Linked DNA regions of Mus musculus: region 2 is linked to region 1. Evidence: chromatin contacts called from public Hi-C data. All regions are on one chromosome and are shown on one strand. Each heading gives the region's core, a stretch centred on a gene start, on an enhancer-like site or on the middle of the called end of the contact. The rest is flanking DNA. Distances are from core to core; before and after follow the strand shown.

Evidence for each region. A called contact is a pair of places that touch in the nucleus more often than the background predicts.
Region 2: a Hi-C map of the MNK3 cell line shows a contact between it and region 1, with 4 times the contacts expected there. The contact joins the enhancer-like site here to the promoter of Inpp1 in region 1. A contact is called at or near these places in 19 of 484 Hi-C or Micro-C datasets (the 3T3-L1 cell line, CD4 T cells, ECoMG myeloid progenitors and 14 more), 1 of 115 datasets of contacts at active chromatin or transcription factors (the HPC-7 cell line) and 2 of 9 other capture datasets (adipose tissue and pancreatic islet).

What each region holds. Positions count from the first base shown.
Region 1 is chr1:52,815,519-52,822,634 of GRCm38.p6, reverse strand. Inpp1 (inositol polyphosphate-1-phosphatase) reads left to right here and starts at 4,947. Exons shown (of 6, transcript NM_008384.2): 1 at 4,947-5,233.
Region 2 is chr1:52,860,271-52,866,970 of GRCm38.p6, reverse strand. Hibch (3-hydroxyisobutyryl-Coenzyme A hydrolase) reads right to left here. Exons shown (of 14, transcript NM_146108.2): 4 at 4,619-4,703; 5 at 1,342-1,422. Among named protein-coding and RNA genes, the nearest start is that of Hibch, 19 kb to the right of the region's middle. Within about 2 kb of position 2,575, at least 9 of the 459 cell types and tissues checked have an H3K27ac peak or open chromatin away from gene starts, as enhancers often do. A contact at or near this core is called in the MNK3 cell line, Th17 cells and granulosa cells, where this site is marked.

The sequences.
Region 1 (7,116 bases), core at 3,698-6,197:
CTTATAAGAGTTGCCTTGGTCCTGGTATCTCTTCACAGCAATGGAAACCCTAGATACAGTGATCCTCCCCAACATTAAAATTATTTTTGTTGCTATTTCTTAATTGTAATTTGTTGGTTATGAATAGTAATGTAAATATCTGTGTTTTCTGGTGTTCTTATGTGACCCCTGTGAAAGGGTCTCTCAATTCCTATGGGGGTTGTGACAGTGGTTGAGAACCACTGTCTACAACTTTAAAAATTCAAACCTTTTATTTTTCTCAAGAGTGATGAATTACTTCTATTAGATACTTTTCTCATCCTTGTGATCAAATGCCTGATAGAAACTACTCTAGGCAGAAGAATCTCTTTTTGGCTTACTTTCATTAAATGAAGGTATGGTAGAGTCCTGGTAGCAGTGTGTGGTAGGTACCTGAGAAAAGCCAAGAAAGAGAAGGGGGAAAGGAAGAAAGAAGGAAGGGGCAGGGAGAGAGTTCTCACCAGAAGCAGAGCTGTGTTATACCATAAAGTCCCACCACTATGACTTTTCCTCCATAAGGGAGGCCCCATGTTCAGAAAGTTTCAGAACCCCCCCCCCCAAAGTAGTGCTTCTAGCTGGGGACTGAATATTCAAACACAGAAGGGACAGCTTATCTTTGAACCATAGTATTTCATTCCTGTCCTATAGGCTTATCATCAGTTCATAGTGAAAAACAGATTCTATCTATCTGCAAAGGTCTACATTGTCTTATAGCTTCAACACTTTTCAAAGCCAAAGTCCACAGTCTAAGTAAGACTGCCAGCAATTTCTTAATTATAAGTAAAGGGGGGGGGGGAGCAAGTCACCTATTCTTAACATAAAATGGCATAGGGCAAAAACATCCTGTCCTGAAAGGGGTATCTGAGACCATAGCAAGGAAGGACTGATCCAAAGCAAAATGAAACCCCTGTATGCCAAACCCTGCAGTCTTATATGGTACAACCTGGGATCCTGTGGAATTTGATAACCCTTCCCTACAGCACATGTGGTCTTTCTTGGGCCAAGTCCAGTCTCTGGCTGCAGCTTCCAATGGCAGATATTTCATGTTTTTAGTATCTCTAGCATCCTTAAATCCACTGTTACTTAAGCTTCACCTTCTAAGCTTCCTGAACTACCCACAAAGATGTTGTTTCATTCACGGGTCCAATCCTGATCCATATTATCTGTCCCCAGCAACTGTCTAGAACCTTGGTGTGAACTTCTAAAATAGTATAACTCTGGAATCTTGCATGCTTGTAAAATCAGTACTAAATGCTGCTGTGGGCCCAAATACATAGGCTGGCTCTCTCTCAACTCAGCTGTGGCAGCCTCTGATTATCAATATGGCAGAACCCAGGAAGATAGCTTCCATGCTGGGTGAGATGAGTAGGTGGCCTGGAGCTTTCAATGAAGTGCTGTCTTGTACTGGAGGAGCGACTCCTCTTGCAGCAGGGAGCAAGGAAGTTCTCTCTTAGCTGTGTCACTCATTGTTAACAGGCAGCAGCATTTCCAGCAGTGACTTTGTTCATGATTGTAAATTTACTCTCCCTCCTTTCCTGGCCCAAATGCATATCTTTACATGGTTCTGCTTCACTTTCTGCTAAGAGCTCTCAGTGCAAATCTAGACAAATGCAACAAGAACAAATCCCGTGCTGCACTGAAATTTCCTCCACAAAATAAATTCATCCTTTGAATTTGAATTACTCATTTGAATTCAGTGTCACTTGTATTTGCTGGAAATGTGCCTAGAGTCTTTGTGAAACTGTAACACAAATGGCCTCCAGGCCAGTTCCCTCCCCTTCCCCACCAAAACCTCCTGAGACCTGTCTGTCTGTCTGTCCTTCTATTGGCATTCTGCTCCCCTACATTCCCACCAGAAGGCCTGCTAAGCTCTGCATGGACCGTTCTGAGGCTCGTCTGGTCTACAGCTCCAACTTCTTCCACATTCGGAAGGAACCCCATCGCTCACTCCTCTGCTCTCCCAGTGAGACTGCACCCCCACTCCCTCCTAACAGTTCTGAAACTCATGAAAATAGTGCCAGAAACTGAGGCTGAAAGCTCCAATGGGTGAGCTGGCGGGTAACATTTTTACAGTTAAACCATGCAGTCTGAGAAAGGTTTTTAAATGATGACTGGGTAATACCACGTGAGTACGAGAGCCAAATTTCTAGGTTCAAACTTAGCCTCACCAAACACTACTACAAGTTTGAGTAAACTAACCCCTTTACAACTTAATTTTTTTATAACTATTTCTTTACAATATACTATAAAGATTTATTATAATGACTATTTATAATAATGATGCAGTTGTTTTTTTAAATATAAAATGAAGATAACCACAACTCTCGTATGTTCATAGCAGCCTTATTTATAATAGCCAGAAGCTGGAAAGAACCCAGATACCCCTCAACAGAGGAATGGGTACAGAAAATGTGGTACATTTACACAATGGTGTACTATTCAGCTATTAAAAAGAATGAATTTATGAAATTCCTAGGCAAATGGATGGACCTGGAGGGCATCATCCTGAGTGAGGTAACCCAATAACAAAAGAACTCACACAATATGTACTCACTGATAAGTGGATATTAGCCCAGAAACCTAGGATACCCAAGATATAAGATACAATTTGCTAAACACATGAAACTCAAGAAGAACGAAGACCAAAGTGTGGACACTTTGCCCCTTCTTAGAACTGGGAACAAAACACCCATGGAAGAAGTTACAGAGACACAGTTTGGAGCTGAGACGAAAGGATGAACCATCTAGAGACTGCCATATCCAGGGATCCATCCCATAATCAGCCTCCAAACGCTGACACCATTGCATACACTAGCAAGATTTTGCTGAAAGGACCCTGATATAGCTGTCTCTTGTGAGACTAGGCCGGAGCCTAGCAAACACAGAAGTGGATGCTCACAGTCAGCTATTGGATGGATCACAGGGCCCCCAATGGAGGAGCTAGAGAAAGTACCCAAGGAGCTAAAAGGATCTGCAACCCTATAGGGGGAACAACAATATGAACTACCCAGTACCCCCCAGAGCTCGTGTCTCTAGCTGCATATGTATCAGAAGATGGCCTTAGTCGGCCATCAGTGGAAAAAGAGGCCCATTGGTCGTACAAACTTTATCTGCCTCAGTACAGGGGAACGCCAGGGCCAAGAAGTGGGAATGGGTGGGGGATCGTGTGGGGGACTTTTGGGATAGCATTGGAAATGTAACTGAAATAAATACCTAATTAAAAATTATTTTTTATGATTATAACTGTGTGTATGTGAGCACACAGGTGTGCTGTGGCGCATAAATGGAGGCCAGAGCACAATTTTGGGGAGTCAGTCCTCTCTATTCACCATGTGGGTACCAGAAATCCAAGTGAGTTCATCAGGCTTGGTGGCATGCACTTTTACCTGCTGTGCCATCTCATCAGTTATGAGGTAAGACTTACCAGTTATCCAGCTCTTATAGCTGTGTGTTAGAGCTGCAAGAGACTGCTGCAATAGCAATGGCAGCCATAAACATGGAATTCTAAAAGTTTGTGGATTGACATCTAGATCCGGTTTGGTAAAAGGGTCACTAAGTGTGAGTGGCAAAGTTGACAGTGAGGAGGAGGAAATGTGCCTTGATCACCAGCAGTTTGCTCCAAGTGTTAATAGAGATCAGAGCAAGCAAGTGATCCAGTGAGATACGTATTGTAGGGTGGTCTCTGCACCTGCAGAGAAATGGGCTAGAGTCATAGCTCCTACTCTAGCCCCTCCCCAGTTCTGCTCCTAGATACAAATCTACTCCCATTTCCTTATGGTAAATGTCACATTTATATTATTCCTTGATTTTGCTGTCATGGATATGATTTCATAATTAATATCAGCTGTAACACCAAGAATGGACTTAAGAGAATGGAACTAAAGGACAATATGAGGATCTAGGCATGGTAGCACCCATCTGTACTCCCAGCACCCAGAAGGCAGAAGCAGGAGGATAGCGAATTTGAGGCCAGCAAGGGTTATAAAGTGAGACTCTTACCAAAAACAAAACAAAACAAAGTAAAAGTGAGAAAGAAGGCTGAATCCACTGAACCTGTGAGTGAATGGAAGGCGGATGGGGAATGGAAGTGGGTGAGGTGCCATCGCAGTACTGCGCATAAATAAATGGGAGCTTGGGGAGAGGTTGATGAGAAAGCCTGCAGGCTAGAATTGTTGAAGTGCTTCCCAGTTCCAGCCACAGAATAAATCACAGGGAAGCCGGATAAATCTTACCAGGACAGAAGGGCCCAGAGCACTCACAGAGACTCTGAGCCCCTTCTATCCCAAAGTTGAATGTTGCCCTTTTTAAAATTCTTACCCTTGCTGCCCTTTGTCCATCACCACCCATTTCTATTTCCACCTACCACTCCCAACTATATCTTTAAGTCACACTGAGCATTAGTTTAAAAGGGTTGCAGCAAGAGATGAGTTTCCCACCCAACATGTGCTTCTTGCCTGGCTGGGCCTTGACCCACAACTAATAAGGTCCAGAAGACACTGCTTTGACTAAACAAACATGTAGGAACCTAGACGCTTCTATTAGAACAGGGGGACTCATTCTAGCAGGAAGTCCAACTTCACAGCTTCAAACCATCTGTCAAACCCATAACACCAAGGGTTCAAATGAATGGAGGAGGAATATTCTCAAAGACTTTTTGGGTGCTTCTGAAGAAACAATGCACACCAAGAACTGTGGTTGAGGCAACCCTGACCTTTCTGGCCCTCTCAAGCAAATTGACAAAGCTTCACTTGTGACGTCGCGGAGGCCAGACTCAGGCTGGCTGGCGTGGGATGCCCTCGCCCGCCCCAGAAGCAAGAGGCCACCCGCCCCGGGGGAAAGAGGCGGGGCCGGGACCTGGCAGAAACTGGGCTGCACTGCTGGAGCCAAGAGAGGCAGGGCGCCTCCCCGCCTTCGCTGCGGTGACCTCCGGTGTTTTCCTGGCGGCTTGCCCTCCGGCTGTGCCCGCCACAGGAGGATTGCGCCAGGTCCCAGCGCGACCACCTCCAGGCGTTGGCACTCCCTTCCTCCTCTCTCGCCCCTCCTCCGCCTCTTCCGTTTCTCTGGGAAAGGCTGTATCCTCCTTGGGGCTCTGCATCCTCGCTTAGGTAATCCGCTTTCCTGCTTTCGCCACCCCTCCCCGGTGTCCAGCGTCTCCACCTCCGCGCATTTGGGTCCCCGCGAGCCTCGCGCGCTCCATCGCCTCTGCAGAGGGCAGGTGAGTCGGTCTCCGGCCGAAGGCTACTGGCCTCGGCGCCTGGGCCTGCGAGGTACCGGGTCGCTGCATCGAGGCCTCTCCGGCCTGCCCGTGCCCACCCACACAGAGCCCGAACCCCGAACCGAGAGGCTAAGCTCGCGGATCACGCCGCCCCCTTAGCTCTGCAGAAGCCACCGAAAGAAATCCAATCGCCCGCAGAGTAGCTTCTTCTGCTCGGTTCTTTCCATTCCTACCACTAGCCTCTAGGTTGAATGAGGTGATCTGAGAATGGTCAGAAGCAGAGGCCCAGGTTCCACGGGTAGGTGGCGTAGCTGTCAAGAAGTAGGGGAGCAGTTTGCCTGAGAGATGCTTCTAACGTGGATCCACGTTGACTGTCTCTAGAGACCCATTGGATGGGTGTAGACTAAACAGTCCGGGGGTATATTTTTTCTACATTTTGAAGTATGGTTTTGTGAGACATGTCTAGGCAGTGGGTGTGGACAGCATAGAAGGGTGTCATCTAAATTATCTAACCTGGCTTTGGTAAAAATCATATGGACTGTCAGACATGAGGTGTGAAAGAAAAATCTAGGGAATACACGTTAACAAGCGCGGTGTGTACTTTGGAGATTTCTGTCCTTAAAACTAGGACCGGAACACGTGGAAGTTTGCCCACTGTGTGAGGGTGTTCGCGTCAAAAGGACTGCGGCTTGAGGCCGTGCGGACAGGACTCTTAATATATATGTATCCCATGCAGAATGAATCTTTCTGTTTTGTTTTGTTTTGCTTTGCTTTTTTGGCTCCTTGCCCTTAATTCCCAGTTTTAATCAGATGGTAAGACTTAGGTCCACCCACCTGGTAACAATCTAAGGAAGAAAACAACCCCAGGGACTACTTTTGGCTGATGGACTAGCAAGATGACCTCAGTCAGGCATCTGAAAGTACAGAATGAAAGGGAAAATACAGGCAACGGGAAAGCCGATTTTAACCCCTGCACGTGCCTGTTTGCTGTTTTCTTAAGAACTTACATTTAAAGGACTTTTATAATACTTTTGCAGTTAATTCTTAGCAATGAAGAAGACTGTGTAAGACACATAAAGTTACACTTCAGTTTTTGAATAGACTAAGAACTCTTCTTTGCAAGTTTTTGAACTAAGCCACCACTTGCACCTTAGACTCTCACTCTGTAGTGTGAAGTTCATTATTGCACATTTAGATTATACTTGTACTTGGAGTAATTGGAGAAAAAATTCTAATTTATTTTTAGACACAGAAGGCCAATAAAAATACAAGCAATAAAGGTAAATCGTTATATAGGTATTTCCTCTTTTACTTCGATCTTGAATAATAATTAGAAAAATGATGCTTTATTCTATTTCATGTTACACCAAAACTGCCTAAAAGATAAATAAGTAATCAATTAAAAACAAACATCTTCCATTTTAAAGAGTGGCACAGATGTGGACTTTCCCCAGGTGGGAGTCTTGTATAAATGTCTTCCTTAAAATACTTAGGGTGTCCTAAGAAGCTCAGAATGACTCAATGTTGGGCTTTTGTCTGGGTTAGTTTGGAAATAAAAGTGTTGCTTCCTGTTTCTCACAATTAGTATGGAGTTGTGTTTCCTAAACGTAGCTGTTTACTAACAATGGAAGATAATAGTAGAAGGCTAGACAGAGGTGGGGAGGGGCATGGCTCACTGAAGAAGTAGTCCCTGTCTCAAGAACCCATACAAAAGGTGGGTAGGCCTAGCCTTCATCTAGCACTACCAGCATTCGGGAGGCAGAGGTGGATTCTTAGGACAGGCTGACTAGCTAGGGTAGCTGTAGTGAGCTCCAGCTTCAGTGAGAGACCCTGCTACAATAAATAAATGGAGACACCAAACTTCAGCTTTGGGCTTCCAAATG
Region 2 (6,700 bases), core at 1,326-3,825, 47 kb before region 1:
GTGTGCGTGTGTGTCTGTGTGTCTTTCATTCACGGAACCAAAGAGTTGCTGGGCAGGTGGCTGGAAACATATCCAGTAAGAAGCATAAAGTGGAGTAGCTAAAACTTCACACAACATATCCACATTTAAAATTTAGTTTCTTGGTTACATTAGCCACATTTCAAAAGTTCAGTGGCTCTTGAAATGGACAACACACATGCAGCTGTACAACTTGTTAATCTTCTAAAAACAATTGAGCATGTATGGTATTATACTATAAATTATAACTCCACAAAGATTCATGCAAAGACTACTATGAAAGCTGCCAGTTCTCCTTGATAGTGTGGAACAAGTTGCTGTCTTTCCAGTCTGCACTTGCACAGCTGCTAACCAGCTATTCTTACTTTCTTTCTCATAGTCACTCATTCTTGTATATTCAGTCCTCTTCTGAACATCTGTCTGTCTGTCTGTCTGCCTGCCTGCCTGCCTACCTGTCATCCCAAGCCTAGGGATTAAACTTGAGGCCTCTGGATTACATATTCCCAGGTTTCTATAGAAATTTTTGTATAATTAGGCAAAACAATTCTTAAGTTAAAAGAGAAAAATCCAAGGGTAGTCAAGACAAAAGATGTGTACAAAAAAAAAAAGTCTCTGGGAAATTTTGGAAACAAAGTTATATAACATATCCATTCCATATTTATTTCTAAGTAAACCAACAATTGGTCTCTAGAGTACAAAATACAAGGGCTCAGCCATCTCTATCAGTAAAAACCAGAAAGTTCCTCTTATGTATAACCGTAGACTAGATAACATGGGAATATTGACAATAACGGACAGTACAGAAGTACAGGAGTCAACACCAATTCTGAACAGTGAACTGTGACCCTAAGCTAGAAAACCACAAAGGAGACCGAACCATAACTTACAACTTGATGCAAAATCAGAATATTGCTACTATGTCTAGACTTATGGATACAAATGTTGTATTAATTTAACTTTTCAAAACATGTTTGGCTAAAGTAAATGTCACTTGACTTGCATAGAAACCTAGAACTCTGACTCTAGAAATTTCCACTCCAGAGTTCCCAGAGAAATAGAAAATGGTACTTTATTTTGTTTAGAAACCTGGGACCCAAGTTTTCTTGTCTTCTGAAAAAGCTAACTAAATGATCAAGAATCCATATTTTCAATTGATTTTAACAAAGACAATATAATTATTCTATAACAAAGAAAATAATTTTATCAGTATGATCAGTAGGAATGTTTCCATAAAGAGTGCCTATTGGTTGCATTTTAACAGACTACAGTGCCGTTCCATCTCTGGATTCCATGTTCAAAGCTCAGAGCAGATCACACACATACCAATTGCATTGTTCAAGATGTATTCTTCTCTGAATAAATCTTGAGTTAAATTCTGTCTTGCTTTTTTAGCTTCTGAGAGTGCTAAGGAAGGAGGAAAAGAGAAGAAAATGAAGGCAAGAGCAACTACAAATCATAAAGACGGCTTCTGGTCAATACAGTCTCAGATATCATTAAGTGCTGAAAGCAGGGGAACTGTCAGATGGCTTTAATGTTTGAAGTTACCCATGTTGGTGACACATTACCCTTTGGCAGAGACCCATGATCCAATGTCAAATTTTCAAAGAAAAATTCTTTTGTAAGTACATCACACACACACACACACACACACACACACACAATCTGATCTTTCACCCACAGTTTCTGGCTCCTTAAGTCCCTTTTCAAAGTAGGTCACAAACACTAGAACCTCTCTGCTCAAAGCAGGTCACAGTCTCTGTTCTTTCCCTCCCACTACTTAGAGCTGGTTATAGAGACATTCTGACCTGTATCACAAGACCCTCATTTGAAGAGTCCTCTTCCAGACTTCAGAGGAAAAAAATGAGCAGAGGAAGCAGTGTCCCACTTGGTTACTTGCATTAGCTTAGACCTATTCACCAATCACATTTCTGCATGTCATTCTAAGTTAAACTCATGCTTACATAATGAAGTCTTCAGAAAATCCAAAGGCTCCAGAATAATTACAGATAATTTATCAAGAGAATATATCCTGAACAATGCCATTGGTTTATGTTTGTGCTTTGCTCTGAGCTCTGAAATTCGAGATTTAATAGATCCCCATGAGGAAGTTTCACACAGCCAAGAGAGCATGGAAGTTTCACAGCCACTTCCCTGTACCTGATCCAATGTTTGTGTCATTTAAGAGGACAGTACATGTAAGTATCACTCCAAATTCTGTGGCCACTGTGGCATACTAACTGACCCAGGCACCAAAATCCACAGATGCCCAAGTTTCTTGGAGGGGATGGTATCATACTATGCACTGTGAGTCTCCTTTAGGTGATCTATAACACCTAGCGTAAACTGTTGCCACATGGCATCTAGAGGAGAAAGAGAAGACAAAAAGGTTGTACCTATTTGGTACAAAATTTTTCCCAAATATTTCCCATCTATAGTAAGTTGAATCCATAAGGCAGAATGTCAGACACCAAGGGCCAACTAGAGTCTCCTAAGAAAGATCTGTTGAGACTGCTATTATGATGCAAATGAGGGATAGTTCCTGAAGGGGAAAACCCTTATCTGTTGCCCTTTGCTGAGCTAAAGGCTTCCCTACCAACTCTCAGACTCTAACTTCACCCCCAAACTTCCTCAGGGTTCCTTCTAATTTTATTTTAAGCTAATTTTATATAAATCACCTAGTTACATATAAATTAAAATTAAATTACATTCACCTTTAAAGTATCTACTTATTGTAGAATTTTCTAGAAATCACATGCATTGTTTTGTACATATACGCTAGAACAATTATGGAACTTCTACTGTGTCTAAAGAAGACTATAAAGTCAGTTGTGGGTGGTATTTATGTTAGAAATGTCCCCAGTAGGCTCAGCTATCTGAACACTTGGCCATGGGTTGTGGTGCTGTTTGGAGAGGGCCTGAGAGTTATAATCACTGGGACAGCCTCACCCCACTTAAAGATGGAGATAACCCCAGCTCTCTCAGTGCCCTGCTCTGGCTGCCTACTACCATTCCTCCCTGTCTCAGACTCTCCCCCAGAACCATAGGCTAAAATAAGCCCTTCCTCCTGTAAGTTGTTTTGGTAACAGCGTTTCATCACAGAACAGTGACTCAAACTAGAACAACTCATTTTCAAAAACTGCTCACAACTCAAAGCAGCTAACCTCAATCAAAGCATTTGGTGTTCCAATAAGGAGCCTGACAAGATTGTAGCCCTACTCTAAAGAAAAGGCCCCCTGGGGGAAATGAACAATAATTTTACAATATTCATGGTACACTCATTAAGAGATTGAGCACAGGCATGTATGAGACTCAGGTTTGACTCTTAGTGTACATGCAGTTGTACATATGTATACACACACACCACAAACACAAGTATAACACACACAGGCACAGGCATTTGGTGCACACACACATAGGCAAAGGCATACAGGTACGCACACAGACAAACATGTGCCACACATACAGGTACATAGTCACACATTCACACAAAGTCTCTCTCACACACACAGTATCTCATGCACACACATACAGGTACACAGGAACATGCACACACACAGTCTCACACACATACAGTTATAGATATACACGTGCACACACACACATTTTATATCACATGTGTATGCAGTCACAGGTATTCCAGCATTCATATACACAGTCATAAGTACACAGGCACACACACATACACACAGTCACACACATGCACACACAGGCACAGATGTATGTATAATGCATACACACCTAAAGAATTCATGTTGTAGGCAAAACCACAATTCGGTTAACACATCGCTTTAAGCAATTAAGTTTTCCATCATGAAGCAATTTTAACTTGCAGTTACTTTAATCTGAGTGATCATGTGACTCCGATCCTGACGCTACATGGGTTTCCTTCCTACTCATAATGCAGTGGTTTACATAAACTTGTAAATTTGGTGAACAAAGGTTGTCTTTTAATAATCAAGCAAATTCATACATAATTTTAAAATTACATAAAATTAGAACAAAAACGAAGAAAATCCCCTAGCCGTAGCAACTCCGTAAGAAGGAACATACTGCAAAAATTCCTTTCAGCGGGACAACCACAGTGACAGCAGTGAGTTCATAAACTCTCTCTCGAGAACAAATACTTATCATTTTAGTTAAATACGTAAACTGAATTGAGCAATAATTAAAAAAAAGCAAATCTTCATTTATGTGTGTTTAATCATATTATAGTATTAACACAATAGACTCTAACTCTAACTCTGTTCACGCAAGATTCCTGCTCTGAATTGTGAGAGGTAGGAAAGTAACAGAGTCTGCACACAGCGGGTTTGGAAAACAGTAAGTCCTTCACATGGCGGTGATGTTGGTGATACTAGGGGCGGGACACATGTCACAAGAGAAGAACAAAATATCTAAACTTCAGCACTGGACATTTGTAATAAAATAAAATCCCCATTCGAATGGTAACAAATTCTCCATATTTTAAACTTTAACTTGTAAAAAATTGTTAACATACAACAAACAATTCTAAAAAGCAAACTAAACAAAAACTATCTCAAGCACTTCCATATGTATTAGTTGTAGTGAGGTAAGAGTTTACAGTGGGCAGGCGTTTTACCTTTGATGTCCCCTCCAGCACAGAAGGCCTTTCCTCCGGCTCCCTTTATGATGATCAGGAATGTGTCAGGGTCTTGTTCCCATGTCTACCCAAACATAAGAGACGATAATGGCTTTTGAGAGCATAGTAAATATAAGCTCACTTAAAATACATTCATATACATCTGTGTGCACATATGTGACCTTCATAAAACACTCGCAGAGGAATGGGTCCCACCAATTTCATTTCATTTCATTTCATTTTCTAAGTACAGACTGGAATATATCCCAGAAATTTCTATCAGAGCTTTTTTTTAATATTTTTTATTACATATTTTCCTCAATTACATTTCCAATGCTATCCCAAAAGTCCCCCATACCCTCCCCCCCACTTCCCTACCCACCCATTCCCATTTTTTTGGCCCTGGCGTTCCCCTGTACTGGGGCATATACAGTTTGCGTGTCCAATGGGCCTCTCTTTCCAGTGATGGCTGACTAGGCCATCTTTTGATACATATGCAGCTAGAGTCAAGAGCTCCAGGGTACTGGTTAGTTCATAATGTTGTTCCACCTATAGGGTTGCAGATCCCTTTAGCTCCTTGGGTACTTTCTCTAGCTCTTCCATTGGGAGCCCTGTGATCCATCCAAGAGCTGACTGTGAGCATCCACTTCTGTGTTTGCTAGGCCCCGGCATAGTCTCACAAGAGACAGCTACATCTGGGTCCTTTCGATAAAGTCTTGCTAGTGTATGCAATGGTGTCAGCGTTTGGAAGCTGATTATGGGGTGGATCCCTGGATATGGCAGTCTCTAGATGGTCCATCCTTTCGTCTCAGCTCCAAACTTTGTCAGAGTTTTAAGAAAAGATAAATAAATAAGTGCCTAATGGCACTGTGTCATATACATTTATGAGTCTAGAGAACAAATCAACCCAAAGAATGCTGGTATGTTGTGCACCAATAGTCTTTCTCCCATGCAAGACAGGACTCTGTTATACCAAAAAAAGTTCTTACACAGACAAGTTCTTACAAAGTTTTTTAAATTTGAGGGTGATGGGAGTTTCATGAGGTCAAGTAATAAAGTCAGCACAATAAGAGTGTGGGGTGCAGATCAGTGGCAGAGAGATAGACCATCATTCTCATTTCTCCCAGCTGAGGAATGCTGGGGTACAGAGATTATCATGCCCAGCCTACAGAGTTAATATGCAGAAATCCAAGTTTTTAATACATGCCTGACTTTTAGCCCTATACTTTTCTAATGTCCCAAGCATTTCACTTTAAAAGCCTACCTAAGGATTTAAGGATGGCTAAGAAATATAAAGGACGAGGGGCTAGGAGGAATAAGGGGTGCCAAGCAGCAAAGAAAGAGGGAGTTGGCCAAGCAATGTAAGACGGCTGAGTCCTGGGGCATGGAAGTACAAACGCCAGTCCCAGCAAGGAGGAGGCACAGGCAAGAAGATTTTGAGTCCAGCCTGGGCTGCCTAGCTAGACTCTGTTTAAAAAAAAAATGGAAAGACAAAGTTGTCTTCAATCCAAAAGGCTGTCATGAAGAAGCAGATCAGACTCATGATGTATGAGGTCTCAAACCTAGGTATGTTAGGTCTCAAACCTAGGACAAATGGCTAACTGAGGTGCCTCTTTAAATTATGAATGAGGACATAGCTGCCAGGTTCTCCCAGCATCCTTCAGTCCTGTTACAGGGTGTGGCTGGCATACTCTGTCCTCTAACCTAAATTTCTCTAGGCTAGGTAGGCCCTGGACTGTCCTTCCTCCAGCTGACCTTTCCCATTTAATGCAGCCATTTTAGTTACCCTGCCCATTTTTGTCTCCCCTTTACTCTGTTAGTCTCCTGGATTCTCCCAAATATCCTGCCTCTGGCTCTGATAGCCCATTTATCTACAGTAAACCTTCTTGTACACCATACCTAGGGACAGTCATGTCCTTCCTTTTTCTTTCTTCTTTTCATTCAGTACACTGATCTCTAGGAACTCTGTCTAAAAGATCAGTGAGATGAAGATGTGGCAGAACACAAAGAGAAACATGTAAGAGCTAAGTGAAGGAAAAGGTGTCTCCTAAGACAGTAAGTGGAATAGATTCCACGGGAAAG